Regions from separate parts of the Dromaius novaehollandiae genome. Here region 2 is linked to region 1. Evidence: chromatin contacts called from public Hi-C data. All regions are on one chromosome and are shown on one strand. Each heading gives the region's core, a stretch centred on a gene start, on an enhancer-like site or on the middle of the called end of the contact. The rest is flanking DNA. Distances are from core to core; before and after follow the strand shown.

Evidence for each region. A called contact is a pair of places that touch in the nucleus more often than the background predicts.
Region 2: a Hi-C map of ovary shows a contact between it and region 1, with 3 times the contacts expected there. The contact joins the promoter of SH3PXD2B here to the promoter of NEURL1B in region 1. A contact is called at or near these places in 3 of 4 Hi-C or Micro-C datasets (brain, liver and ovary).

The regions. Positions count from the first base shown.
Region 1 is chr15:15,790,651-15,793,538 of bDroNov1.hap1, forward strand. NEURL1B (neuralized E3 ubiquitin protein ligase 1B) reads left to right here and starts at 1,523. Exons shown (of 5, transcript XM_026122697.2): 1 at 1,523-1,654. The coding sequence starts at 1,612.
Region 2 is chr15:16,035,450-16,038,491 of bDroNov1.hap1, forward strand. It overlaps SH3PXD2B (SH3 and PX domains 2B), which reads right to left and starts at 1,367. Exons shown (of 14, transcript XM_064521026.1): 1 at 1,113-1,367. The coding sequence starts at 1,184.

The sequences.
Region 1 (2,888 bases), core at 273-2,772:
ACAGTCACTTCCCTGCTCACACTCACGTTAACAAAGTTTCCTCTACCTCAGCTGGGCTAAGGGGCGCCGGGGCATTGCGGGGACGGAAGGACAGCAGCATTCCTGCAAAGGCTCCGCTGTCCTGGCTCTCTTGGACATAGCCATGTCCCTGGCTAGAAGCAGCAACGCACCCATGTTCCCATTACGTGGTGTATGGCACTCAGAATTGGATGTGTTATCTGCATCTAGGCAACGCAAAGCTGCTGGCATTCAGAAATAAAGTTCTGAGTGCAGCTGTAGAAGAGGAAATTGGCTCTGGGATAAACGCTGGCCTCCTTACTGTCTTTTTCCTTCGTTCTCTCAGTTATTCCTGGGGTAACTGGGCTGCTTTTTACTGTAGAATCACTCAGGAATCTCAACCCTTCTGTTTTGCTCATTTACTGCTTCTGAAACCCACATCAGTTCCCTGCAAAACTTAAGAGCAAATGAGGCAATGGGCACCGAGTGTCCCGAGTCAGTGGCACTCATCTCTATTATAAATCTGGCACCCTTGAGGCACAAGAGGACCATGTACAGTCTGAGATGAGGGAGAAATCTCCATTCTGACATGCGATAGTTGCCTTTTTCTGCTTGTGGACCTTTCCCAGAAGCAGTGGTGCTTCAGAGCACAGCTGCACACTGAGGCAGATTGCTGCAGGTGGACTACTGGTCTGGACTAGAACTGTGGGTTTTTAAAGTCTTTTCAGAATGGGAAGCAATTTTAATATATTACTTTTATCAACAGTTTGTAGGGACCGTGGAGAAGCCCTTCCTGTTGTCTTATGCCTGGAGTCTGTTAATGCAAAGTCTCAAGGCATGTGACACTACCACTGGGTTGGCAGAGGTGCAGACAAGTGGCTTTACAGGGTAGCATGGTTGCACCGGTGCAGACGCCTGGCCCTCACATCGGTGTGGCTGTGTGGCTGCAGGGAAACGGCCTTTGTAGATTGAGGTGGGTGCAGGGGTGCAGACGCCTGGCCTTTATAGCCTGGCGCGGGTACACACAACTGCTTTTAGAGGTTGACATGGGTGCACGAGCACAGACATCTGGCCTTTACAGGCTGCCATGGGTGCAAGGCTGCAGATGCCTCCTTTTACAGGCTGACACGGGTGCCACAGCACAGATATCTCCCTTGACAGACTGGCACGGGTGCGAGGGTGCAGATGCCTCCTTTTACAGACTGGCACGGGTGCGAGGGTGCAGATGCCTCCCTTTACAGACTGGCATGGGTGCCAGGGTGCAGATGCGCCCCTTTGCAGCCTGACAGGTGTGCATGGCGTGGACGGCTGATGCCACGGCAGCGCCCGCCGCCGCAGCCGCCACAGCCCGACTTTTCGGGGAGGTGCTGGAAAGGCCCCTCCGCAGCAAGCGGCTCGCAGGGCCCCAAGACCCCGCGGCCACGGGCAGCCCGTTCCCTGCTACAGCCGGGTCGGGCCGCCGGCGGGCCCCGCCCGCCGCCGCCGCCGGTTGGCGGCCGCCGCAGCGGGCGGGGCGGGCGGCGGTTTCGAACCGGCGGCGGGAGCGCGGTGTTGTCCGCCCGCCTCGTCCCGTCCCGCTGCTCTGCGCCCCGCTCCGCTCCACTCCGCCCGGCCATGGGGAACGTCGAGTCCGTCCCGCGCGGCGCCGCCGGCCCCGGTGAGTGCGCTGGGGGTGTGACACGCGTGGGGCTGGCGGGGAAGCGCCCCCGCTGCGCCCGGTGAGCTGTGGGTGCACTGGGAGGCAGGTGTCGGTGCGCTGAGCCCCTTTGCTGCGCTGTGCTGATGGCCCGGCTGGGCATCCCCATCGCGTTTGGCTTTTTTTTCCTTTATTTTATTTTATTTTGTTTTGTTTTTTTTTATTTTTATATTTATTCCCTTCCCCTCCCCAGCTGGGATTGTGGCAATACCATACTTTTGTCCCCTGCAGTTACTGCCCTGGAAACGGTCCTGCCAAATCCACCCTCTGTAATTCAAAGTCCTTCGCTCCAAAATGGCCTGCCAATCCCAGCTCGCCAGCTGCTAAAACAAACCTGGGAAAACAAATCGCTTCGTGCTGTCCCTGCGGTATCGGGTTCTTGTTGCCTTTTATGCCTCTCGCGTGCGCGCGTCCAAAAAGGCCAACCGAAAGCAGCCTGGTTGGCTGGATTTGAAGGGAGCTCATAACTGAACTCAGCCAACCGGTACGAGATGCCAGCTCCGTAATACAAATAATCCTGTGTGGGAATAAGAAAAGTCTTGGGTAACGTGTAAGCTAGCATGAAGCATTGTCATTGTTATTATTTAGTAGCAAATTTTGGCAAGGCTGAACTTGTTTCTCGTTAACCCCTCCTCGGCCTCAGGCCTTCAGGATCCACATGCTGTGTTTCAGGTAGCCTCGTGCAGAGCTGAGCCAGTGCATGTTACCTGTTGCAGGTTCATTTTTGAATGAAGTGTTGTAATGCTTCGTTCCTGGCTTTTGATGGAAATGTTAAAAACTTTAGCAAATTTGTTGGTATTCATAGCCTAGTCTTATTTGACAACCTTTAAAAACTTTTAATTATTTAGTTAGTATTTTCTCCCCCTCCGGAGAAAAACAAACCAGACTTTTTGCTGCTAGAAATATGCATTTTAATTAAATCACAACATTGTCATGAGATCTGTAGTGTGATGTGCAGCAGGGCAATTTGTAAAACTGCATTGCTACCTGCTCGTCTGAGCTTCACATCCAGGTCTGTGTGGTATTGAGGGAGGGGAGGAGAGATGGGTCCCTCTGGGGCTTGTGCCAGGGACCTCTGGAGAGCGGGGCTGTGTTGCCCTCCTCTCAGGTAGGTGGCAAATGCATTTGCAGAGATCCAGCTCTCCCACCTTAAGCGTGTTTGCACTGATACCAAGTGCCACCTACTGCAAAAGAA
Region 2 (3,042 bases), core at 117-2,616, 240 kb after region 1:
GCCGGCAGAAGGGGCCAAGCTGGAGACGGGGCCAGGCTGAGCCAGAGCCTGATACAGCTGCAAGTAGGGTGGGAGAGGACAGCAGAGTGACAGGGGCTGGGTGACTGCACCCACAGGGCAGCGCTCGCCGGACGGGAGCAGGGGTAAAGCCTGCTACCCTCTGCTAAAGCCGGAGCTGGCCTGTCCCCTTCTCCTCTTGCTGTTGCTCACTGCCACAAACCAGACGGGTGACCCGGGGAAGTCGCTGTCCTTCGAAGCACCCACAGTGCCCACCTCAGCCAGCCCCACGCATCCGCTCAACCCAAGCGCGGCACTGGCGGCGTGTCCCCGGATCATCCCGGTCCCAGGTGAGCAGGATGGGTAGAACACTTTGAGCTTTGTTCCAGGTTTTTTTTCAGGATTTGCCAGGATTCACCCACAAGGTCTCCGTGGATGCCTGGGAACGCACCAAAGTGTAAAATAAAAATAACAAGAAAAAAACCATCACGGTACACAAGTTACAAGCGTTCAGAAGATGCCTCGGAATAGGAAGGAAAGCATTTCCCATGCAACGCAGAGACATAAAACGGTGCGGGAGGCTTTAAGACGGGGACTGTCCCAGTCGCGATAGCAAGGAGCTGGGGCGTCCCTTACTCCAGCACTCCGCAGCCAACAGGTCTCCGAGCTCCCTCGCCCTGACATAACAGCAGAGGCACCTTCTGGGGGCCCGAGGGACGGTCCCCAGGGTGCCCCCTCGGACCCCTCCGACGGCCGCTGGCAGGGCGACCCCCGCACGGGGCTGCCCGGGCGCGGCACCTCCTGCGGCGCCGCCCAGCTCCGCGCTCCCCGCCGCGCTGGGGGCCGGAGGGGCGCGGCGCACCCCGCCGCCGGGGCCGGGGGTGCCCGGGCCGCCCCTGCGGGGGGCGCGGAGCGGGGACGCGGCGCTGCGCTCCGCCCGCGGGCAGGTGGGGCCGCGGCCCCCCGCTCACCTCCCCCGGCCCCCGGCCCCTCGCCAGCCCGGCGCCCGCGGGGAGCCGGCCCCCGCCGCCCGCAGCGCCCGGCCTTTGTTTGCCCAGGGCCGGGCCGGGCGCGGCGGAGCGCAGCGCCCAGCGCCGCCCGGCCGCGCCACTCACATAGTGCTTGTTGGGGATGCGCCGCTTCTGCACGTCCAGCACCTTCACCTCCGCGATGCTCCTCCTGGGCATGCCTCTGCCCTCCGCAGCCCGGCGCCAGCAGCGAAGCGGCGGGCAGCGGCGGCGCTGGGGGAGGCACTGGCGCACGCAGCCGGGACGCGGAGCCTGCAGCGCCGCGCCGCGCAGCGCCGCCCGCCCAGGGCGAGGGGCGGCCCCGGCCCGGCCCGGCCTATCCCGACCGCTGGGGCGGCCCTGCCGCCGCGCGCTTAAAGGAGCCGCCGGCGCCGCCCCCCACGCGCGGAGTCCCCTCGCGCGGCCGGGTGCGCGTGGGCTGGGCGCCTTCTCACCCCCCGCCCCGAAACCGAGCGGGGACGAGCTGCGCTGCCTGCTTGACGCCGTGACACCTGCGGCTCCCAGCTGTGGCTCGCCACGGTCACCCGTCCGCTGCCGCTGTCCCCACGACCGCGTCCCTCCGGGAGCTGGGGTGCTTAGAAACCACGCGCGTCGGAAACACCGAGTGGGGCAGCACGGGCTCCCTGCGGCCACCACGGCCCTCTTTTATGAGACACCCTGAAAAGCAGCGCCCGGAGCTGATGCCGGAGTGCGAGACTGGCTGGCAACTCGGCTGTTTCTCCCGGGAGGGCTCTTGGAGGACACAGCTTGTCTTTCCTGCGGCTGAGGTGGCTGCTGGGGCGGGGTGAGAGTCCAGGGTGCCTTGCAGGGACCCGTGTCTTGCTTGGCATGGTGGGCCTGTGCTCAGTTCCATGAGCAGGTTTTGATTTTTTGACCCTGCTCTTCTCTCATGGCATCTGCCGTTAGTTTTAGCCCAAGGCTTTGCTAACTTGGTCACCAACAGCAGCATCTCTAAAGGATATGGAAAACTGAGTGACTAGAAAAAGGAGGGTGTGATGGCTTCATGGTATGTTCAGAACATCATAACCGCCTTACCTGAGACAGCTCAAGCACTGCTCAAAGTTGGTAGCTCAGCCACCAGCACCCCATCCCCTCCCTCACGAGTGGCCCATGCCCTCATGCCTTGCGCTGTCCCCACCACTGCCTTTCATGTGGCAGCGGAGACAAGGCAGTAGTGACCTGGAGCTTCTCTGCATCAGCACCACCCACGGCCTCTGTGTTCCCAGCAGCTCCTTAACACGTGGCATAACCACAGCTCTCTTCCCTGTTGGGCTTTTAATTACATTATAAAGTTACCCAAGACTAGCACTAGCAGGGCATTAGCTTTCATATGAATTTAATTTAATCATAAACAACTCATCTCACTCCTTGGCAGCTCCTTAAATGTGGCTCCTTTTTATACTGCTAACTTTGCTACAACCGCTCCAGAGAAGAGCACTCTGTTTTGTGAAGGCACAGGCAGATTGCCAAGGCTTTATTGCCCCCATTGCCCTCCTATAGGGCTCATCTTCATCCTACTTCCCCTCAGCAAAGAACGAAACCACTGCACTCCTGCAGAGGAGGTGACTCTAGGGAGGACACTCAGTTGTCCAAAGGGGACACCACGCCACTGCTGACCCTCCTCCCCAGCACTTGCTGGTGTTCCCAAGTGTGGTCCGCAGGGCTGCCTTCCTTGCAGATCAGCTGCACATCACTGCCCTTGCTCTTCCAGCCCATTTCTTACTCCTCAGTGAGACAGCTGTTGAAACTAGGTGGACAGGGCTCCATAGAGAGGCCCACATGAACCCAGCTCCCATGAGGAAAGCCCTTAGATTCATGGGGGACCATGGGGCTGAACCTTCAAGTGCTAATCAAGAGATGAAGCCTGGGAAAGTGCTATGAGCAGCTAACAGAAGGCAGAACTGCTGCTTTTGATCACTGTGTTGATGTCACATGGAATACCCCAGCATGAGCAGATGGATTTTTGCTGGTTTTAAACACCCTAAAGGATGGGCAAATCATCCAGAGGACAATGAGG